Regions from separate parts of the Anas platyrhynchos genome. Here region 1 is linked to region 2. The links are chromatin contacts, called in public Hi-C maps. All regions are on one chromosome and are shown on one strand. Each heading gives the region's core, a stretch centred on a gene start, on an enhancer-like site or on the middle of the called end of the contact. The rest is flanking DNA. Distances are from core to core; before and after follow the strand shown. Region 1 overlaps DAPK2 (death associated protein kinase 2). Region 2 has its middle 6.2 kb from the start of HERC1.

What was found. A called contact is a pair of places that touch in the nucleus more often than the background predicts.
Region 1: a Hi-C map of skeletal muscle shows a contact between it and region 2, with 2.5 times the contacts expected there. The contact joins two enhancer-like sites. A contact is called at or near these places in 2 of 8 Hi-C or Micro-C datasets (both in skeletal muscle).

The regions. Positions count from the first base shown.
Region 1 is chr11:11,102,042-11,106,463 of IASCAAS_PekinDuck_T2T, forward strand. The region is part of intron 4 of DAPK2 (death associated protein kinase 2); the gene reads right to left. Among named protein-coding and RNA genes, the nearest start is that of DAPK2, 18 kb to the right of the region's middle. Within about 2 kb of position 2,705, at least 4 of the 8 cell types and tissues checked have an H3K27ac peak or open chromatin away from gene starts, as enhancers often do.
Region 2 is chr11:11,048,525-11,052,865 of IASCAAS_PekinDuck_T2T, forward strand. No RefSeq gene overlaps it. Among named protein-coding and RNA genes, the nearest start is that of HERC1, 6.2 kb to the left of the region's middle. Within about 2 kb of position 1,362, at least 3 of the 8 cell types and tissues checked have an H3K27ac peak or open chromatin away from gene starts, as enhancers often do.

The sequences.
Region 1 (4,422 bases), core at 1,455-3,954, 55 kb after region 2:
GCCATATATTCTCTGAGCTATGAGGCAATATGATATATTTAACTCTGAAAACAATTTTTTTTTATGTTTACTGACAGCAACAGACAGCAACAATCAGTTACTTCACAGTGTACGTCATTAGCTGCTGCTAACAGCTTCACCTTATGTCAGCAGCACATTGTCTGCTCTCCAGTACGAGTCAACAGCACCCCTTGCTTTGGTTTGACATAATCTATAGCTAGATCAAGAGGAGAGTAAAAATCCTAAAAACACATTATGAAATCATCATGTGTCATTTTTATTTTCCTTTTGCATTCTTAAGTTAATATACAAAACCAGAATCACAAACAATAACGTCAGGCTAACACAGGTTAGCGTTCTGGATTCGAGAGGCTGCCTATAGAGCCCAGATACCATGGCTTATTTAGTTTCAACACTGAAGGGTCATTTATTCACTGTCACAACTGTTGTTTTTATGCCAACAGTTCTGTTAATGATGACTTTTTGCCACTATTAAATTCATATCGGTTTTAATTGGTAATCTCATCCTTTGAAATTCTGCATTTCACTTCTTTTCCATACTTTTCCCCCCCCCTTGCGAAAACTAGGTTCTAATACATATTTTTTTAATTTCATAGTTGTAATTTCCAAAGCAAAGCTCTTAAGAATTCTTGCTGAACGTGCTTCTTAAAAACCTCAAGCCCCTAAAGCAGTTTTCCTCCCCAAAAGACTCTCCTTACACTTCAGAGACAAATTCTACTAGTTTCATTGCACTGGCATGCTCTTAAGCTCTTCCCACCAAAGACGACAGCAATCTGTTGTTAGCTCCTTCTACAAGTCATTTGTGGGCTTTCAGAATTCACTCAAAAAACAACTGAACCAAAAACCATGCAAGGTTCACAAACTATATGAATAAAAATACCTCACTGGAAGCTTTCTGTAAAAAGTCCGTGATCACAGCCACGAAGAACTGGGAGCCTTCTGTAAATGGACTATAGCAATAATCTTTAGTGTGTTTTATTTTTTACAGGCATTTTTATTTTTTGTGAACTAAACCAGTATTTGGAGTGGCAGAATTTTAAATAAGTAGTGAATGAATAGTGTGTCTAGCAGAACAATATTTATTGAGGAGCTAAACTGTGATAGCTGAAACACCAAGAACAGAAATCCTGGCACAGCAAGGTCACAAAGGGAAAGTATCCTCTTGTTCCCATAAGACTTTATGAAACAGAACTCTCAAAAAACCCCCAAACATTTACCTGCTTAATTCTCTGCTGAGACCTGTCACAAACATCACTGTACTTTCTGTGCTTAAGGTGCAAACAAAGTGTTTTCTTTTGTTTAAAAAAAAAAAAAAGCAAATAAAGTGGCTACCTCTCCTACCTCTCCTAGAGTAACTACACACTACCTAGACTGCAGCAGATGCCAGATTACAACAGAATGCTTTAAACATTTTCTTAACAGAGTATTTCATATGAATTTTGACACCTAAAAAGTACATAAATCCTTCAAGCATGTGAAAGATACACAAGTAAAACCTATTCACAATACTCTACAGTCACATTGTCAACCTCTCATGCAAGATTATCACAGACACGTCATGAGTTCTTAACCCAGCCCTGCAACGGAGTTCAGAAAAAAATCTTTATGTTATGAGACATGACTAACCTGATGTCACTTCAGGTTCACTTAATGGCTGGGCAGTGTCAGGGTGACTTAAAACCAATTCATAGAGAAAGGGAAGTATCACAATACCACTACTATAACAATGTCACTTTAAACCTAACAAGAGGTATTATTTTATACATAAAGAAGAAAAAAAATCAGCTGCCACTGTAAACACAGTGATATTTTCACCACCACTCATGTTTTTACTAACCAATTGTATAATGCACCAGAACAGTGACTTTACAAGGTAAGTTTCAATACTCACAACAGGAAAGTGCTGAGCACTTCTGAACATATGCTGTGTCTGATAACGTCTGCAGCACCTTTCACCCACATCTCTTTACAGCTCAAAGGTAACCAACATATCCTGGGCTAAAGACAATGCGTCCACTGTCAGAAAAGAATCAGAACAGTGGAAGAACATGGACTAAGCCAGAAGGGTCCAGTTTACTGGAGTAAGTAGGGAGCAAATAAACCATTTGAAATTCAAATCACCATTTAATAAACCTTATATTCCTGAACAGTGACTTATTATTGGCTTAATAGCCTATTAAGTAATGTTACCAATTAACATATATAACATCAACAATCAATTAAGTAACATGTTACCTGAAATAAAGACAATTAATGCCTTAGACATCATTTTGGGTCATTAGCTCTGACTCACAACAAACTGTGCCACCTATTCAATCATCACTAGCATCTTCCAAAGCTGTGTTAAATGTGTTGTTTTTTTTTTGTTTGTTTGTTTTTTGTTTTTTGGAAGCTTCCCAATGACACAGTGACAAGCAATATAGTCTATCAGCTCTTCAGGATGGAAAAGCAGAGTCTGCAGTGATATAGCACTAGCGCAGCAATTCTGGCAAGTTACTGATAGCCTGGCAAGCATTATTTAATCTAAAGCTCAAGAATTAAATGTGCATGATAGAAATTCTTCCCACTTATCACATTTTAGTTTTAGATTGAATATCAACTCTTGGAGTAGGAATGAACAGAGTCCAGAGACCTAGGGAAGGTCAAAGCTGACTCATGCTCAGCAGGAATAGCTGATTTGATAAGCTGTTCCTTCTGCTATGTGGAGTAACACCAGTGCATACGTAACATGCATGCAGAAGGTTAGCACACTGTACCCTGTGTCTAAAGGTCCAAATCTAGCTGAATGCAAACAGATCATAGTATACCTGAGAGCAATAAGTTATAAGGGGGAACCAGTACTATGGTTTAATGGTTAAATACTTTTTCCCCTTCCCCATGAATGAAAGGGATGGAAATCATGCTGGCATTTTAAACAAGTTTTTAGAAAATTATCTGTAAGGCCAAAACCACAAAGGGTTCCTGAAAGTCCCACTTCACTGCTCTTTGTGGATTATTCTGGTCCACCAAAATAAGAGGAAGAACTTCCCTCCTCATCTTTTTTAGTTTCTGCTACACAAAACAATCTCCTCCGGCAGCAGGACAGCACAGAAGCTATGCTATTTGTTCTCTCCACTCTTCCTACATAGGAAACAGACACACCAATACAAATTCTCTGTGAGGATTATGGATCCACAGAACTCAAATACTGAGACTAATTACTCCAATTACAAAACAAAACAATTTTTCTCCGTGCTTCATGATACAAAACAAAGACTTTGGAAATAGTTGAAAGAACATTAAAAACTAGCAGGGAAAACCATTTAAAAAGGAGAAATCTAAAATCACTCACTCTACTGGAAGGAATAGAAATCCAAAAAGAATGACTGTATTAGAGAGCTGATGACAATCTTAGTTATGGTGATCAAGTATCCCATGCCATAGTGTATATTGAATCTTACATTGAAACAAATGAATGACATAGAAGATTTTTGTAACAAGAAATATTAATAGGTACTGGTTAGTGCTCAGTAATTAAAGTCACATTTTGCATTGAAAGCAAAGACTTGTTCTGCATGTATTATAGGAAATAAATAATCCAAGGTTACTCTTCCAGATTCAGAGAACTAGTTCAAATTACAAGTGAATCTAAGAAGAGAGTTAAGTTCCATGCCTGAGAAAGACCAATACTGTATAACTTCTACATACAGGGAAAAAAAAATATTCTTGTATGAAGATACAGTGTGATGTGTGTGAGGAGTAAACTTCCTAGCTCTAATTACACCCTTCTGTTTACCAGGGAAAGTCCATCTAGCTAGATGACATGACTTTTTATCATGGATTTCCAAGTTCTTCTCCTACAAAGAATACCGCAGTTATCTGTGCTTTTGGTTTCCATTAGGTAAATAAGCATTTATTAGTTACGCTGTCAGAACAGTGATTATGTGCCAGGCCCCTAAACCCCATTAGCACTGGTAAAACGTTGCATCTGGTGTTCTTTAAGTTTTACCCAGAAAAAAAAACAAAACAAGTCTACTGTCTCAGCAAGCCAACCTGATCACACACATGGCAGGGAGGAGGCAAGAACTTGTAGCTGGAGATGGGGAACTTCAGGAGATATGAATAGCCATTAATTAAAGATTTAGCTTGGCTTTAACCACACCCCAGGTCAGCAGGGGCTAAGAAGCCAGAAGCTGGTTCATGCCCACAGTAATCAACAGAAATCACAGTCATTACCTTTCACATTAAGGCAGTGACTGAATCATCTGGAATTTCTTCTGGGCCAGCCCACAACGTAGAAGGAAGCAACTTCACCCAAAGCAAACACCTAATGCGTGCACCTGTTTTGTTGCTCTCTACCAGAGCAGCTACGTACAAGATGACTGCTGAGCTGCAATTATACAAAGAAATGAAGTACCCTAC
Region 2 (4,341 bases), core at 112-2,611:
GCACTTCTGTCTGCACTATCCAGCCTTTCTTTTTCTAAAACTGTTACTAATGATCCCTTATTTTTAGCAACCACATTTAACTCTTTATTCTCCTCAAGTCCAGACATTATACTAAGATTATGACCAATTTCCCTGACACTATTTTTGCATTATCTTTTTTTGGAATGCAGTGGCAAGGACAAGACTTAACACTCAGCATTACACTATGGTATCTATCTAGGGTTTGTTCTTAACCACTTCTCCACAATAATGGATAACTAGGGATCATTATATAAAATTGGATTTACATATGAAATATGTCACTTAACTGTGTTTTGCTTTAACTGCTTTTTTTTTTTTTTCCAGCAGACATTGCTAACATTGGCATGTCTTTCTGTTGCCATGGCAATGAAAGGAGTCTATATGTTTCTGGATGTGAGTCAAATCATTTTATACAGAAACAGGCCAGCAATTAGAAGAATAAATACTGGTTTGTTCACTGGTGGCAATGAAACAATGGTTTAAGGGGGGAAAAAAAAGGAAAGAGTCCAAACCAACAGTGTAAGACACTGAACATATGCTCCTTGATTGGACAGAGGACATCAAACTGCTACTTGTGACCTCATCGTGCAATTAAGTCCGTGTGGGTAGAACTTTGTCAGTTTGAAGCATTATTGAAATCAGTGATTTGCCTGTGCAGTTATGTAATGAGAGCAGGACCCAGATTTGTCCAAATAAATGTTGCTCTTATTGTTCAGAAATACACAGGAAGAGTCTTCTATTATATACTCATCTCAGTAAGGAAAGGTCATGAAACAATCATTTCTCTGTGAGGGCTCATTCACAGACAAGACAGACGTTTCTTGGCCATTGAATTCACAATTCACACAAGGCAAAAGAAAAAAAAATACAGTTGAGTTTACCAATCAAGGGCAAGAAGGCAAGGGGAGGAAGATGTCAGTCACTGAGCAGGTGTGGAAGAAGCAGTTACAAAGAACATGAAATATGGAAAGAATAAGGAACATGACTAAAGCCAGCCTACACCAATCTATTAAGTGTCCAGAAAAACTGACTAAACTAAAAATACCAGTCACCTATGTCTTCTGTATGTTACTCACCGTAATGCTTGCTCTTTTCCTGTGGATCCAAGGTATATGAAGGAGGCTGTTATTAGAACGCTTCGCCTGTGCAGGCATGCCAAATGTGGAGGCATTGATATATATGCATCTGCGTCACTCAGTAATTTCATCTGACTCATATTTTGGAGTGGCAGTTCTTCTGCATGGCACTTCCTGTTCATTCCAAGCTGAGCCATACGAACTGCTATTTGTTAGAAAGTAATCTACAGCCACATCCTCGTGGCCAGCTGGCGCTTACCCCAACACAAATCCATCATTGCCACACAGTCAGCACTTTTCAGAGCTCAGGGTTGCAGGCGGCTGTGTCACTTCCCTTATTATTCTGTGGATCCTAACACACTGTGAAATACAGAGTAGGAGCCAGTCTGGAGTAACCTCAGGTTTCAGATCCAATTCCATCTATCACCATCTCTTCCCTTCTTTATCTAGTTGGCACATTCTTCAAACTGTTACAAGCCAGTCTTTGGGAAACACTGTTCTGCACCACAAAAATGTCTCCACCAGGCCAAAATAAGAAACTTGTCAGAACAAATGGGAAAAACACATGGGAAAAAGGAGGAGTTTGCACTTGTTATATATGGAGTAGTAATTTGTGTCAAGAAAATGGTTGATATTAATAAAGAAGGGGGAGATTTGGGAATGTGGCCATGGGGGTTGGAAAACCCCGTGGTTGAGATAACATTAGACTCTTAACGATGAGGCCATCAGGAATATAAAAGAGTTTAGAGGGAACAAAGGTGATTCAGGAGACTCCATGCAGTCTCCGGTTTCTTGTTCTCCAGCCGTTAAGGCATGGATGTTTCTGGGTGTTTGCTGTTGTTGTTACATTCGAAGTTGTTTGACCAATGAAAAGTTGTTTTGACCAATGAAAAGTTGTTTTGAAAAGAACTGCTGTGGAGAAAAGGGTATAAGAGGGAAGCCTGCCCTCAAGATAAAAAAAAGGCAACACGATGAAGTTATGTCATCAATAAAGAAGCAAGAAAAAGAAGTGAAGAGGAACAGGCTGGCAGAACGGAGACCAGGATGGGAACAGGCACTTTGATTGCCTCATGAAGATAGGTTCGGCCAAACTCAGCAAAGTGCTCAGAGAAGCTCGTACAGAAAGTCGCTGGGAATAGGTGCACTGGAGCTGGAGAGAAGCTCGAGCTGAGAGAAGCGGAGCCGCGCACACAACTGCCCCTCACTGGTCAGCAGTTGTGCATTATGGGGAATCATACGTCCTTAGGAACAAAGACTGTCCTGGTAACCTTAGAGCTTATTCTCTTTATTAACAATTGGACAGATTATGAGCCTGAAATACGGGACCAAACTGCAGTCAAGGTGTGGGACTCTGCAACTAAAAATGGCAAAGTTGCAGTGGGATTGCTCAGCACCTGGCGAGCAGTCTCTGAGGCCTTAAAGAGCCCTGTGGGACCACAGTCAGAAACGTGTGGTTTGCCAGACAGTGAGGGAGCTGCGGGCTCCTTTACTGATCTGACTGCTACGCCATGGGCCCCTCTGCTGCTACAGCCACCAAAGGCCTTTGCTGTTACGCCCCCGGTTGACCTGGACGTGCCTTTTGACCCAGGCCTATTGGCCTTCACAAGGAGATGGCTATGCTTTTCTTCGATCTGGGAAGGACGGGATACATAAGGCCTGAAGACCGAGTTGCTTGACAACTTAAAGCAAGACATATTGTTCAAAAGGAATGGAAAATAGAGACTTGTTAGTAATCAAGAAAAGGAATGGAAAATGGAGACTGTTAAGTCATAGAACTTAAAGGATTGTTTGTTACCTTTTCTGATTTTACATATGTATAGGCATACTCGGGTTTAGTATGTAAAGCAGTGTTCTGTATATTTAGAATGTTTCATATTTGTGTGTGCGTGTTGGTGGAGCATAGACTCCCCACACACCCAGCGCTGTTTACTTGCCTTTTATACCTTTTAGAAATATTTGTTTTATAAATATTACAAAATTCAGATTGAGTTGAGACCTCATTTATAACACACTGGAAGATAATAAATGAGGATGTAAAGGGTGAAATAAAAGGATTATACCTGAACAATTGAGTGATATTAAAATTTGTACACAAGACAAATTCCAAGCTAATCTATGCACATGTACACAGTATTTTCAGTAGAGGCAGAAGTTTTATTAGAATTTTAAACAGGTTAGTAACTCAAATTATCTCCATATGACAGCATCCAGTGCACAGCCAAAATGTAGCTTAAATACTATGCGATAATAATTCTACACATAAAGACATTAGAAAAGAGTTAAACACTAAATGACTCATGGTCAAAGTACTCTTCATAGGATTGCCTCTCCCCAGCTGTGTTCTTATCAGTTGTTCACAATGTCTTTAGGGCTTTATAAATGAGTTTTGTTTCTCTTTCTTTTTAAGAACCACTGTTGCACAACACTACAATTGTCTCAACTTCATATTCCTTTAGCAATACAGTTAAGAAAAAGAACAGCACTTGTTACAATTGCTTCCCCTCCCCTCCTCTTCCTGTTGTCTTTCCTGCTCAGTGACCAAGGCAACCTGAGACCTCTGGATGGAAAGGAGGCAAGATAGAAAGGAGCTCTAATGTCACCTTTGAGCTTACTACTGGAGTGAGGCAGATGCAAACAGACAGACAACTTGTCCCTTTGCATTCAAAGCAGAGGGGTTATCCAGCTATCATGGCCCTGGAGCTACAGAAGCAAACAGACTGGTTAGTCTTGGCAGGACACTGGGGGTGTACTGGAGGACTGCCAAATATAGTACGCAAGAGATGTGTGCCTGTACACATTAACTTAATGCACAGTAAACCCATGGCTGTTCCAAAAAGGCATAGCCACAGCATTTCACAAGTTAATATTTACTAAGATTTGCATCACACAAAACTGGAATCAATAGCAAATACAATTCAAACTGTTTCTAGCCAGCACGAGAATTCAGTTTTGTTTCAAGGAAACCTTAGAGGGTGAAAAATGTAAGGAAGAGTTAAACTTTACATAGTTATAACCACAGCACCAATCTACGGTCCCTACTCATAAGGAGGAAAAAGAGTAGTACCTTAATTAGTTTATCCACAGGGCTTGGGTTAGGCAGAAAGCTCCACCACACACACACCTAAAGGCCAACTGACCCATCTAACCTTGAGTAAGTCTCCTACTGATTTATTCCTCCTTGAAATTGGTAAAATGTTCCTACTTGGACCTATAATTTGCCTTAAACAAATTACCTTTCTCCAAC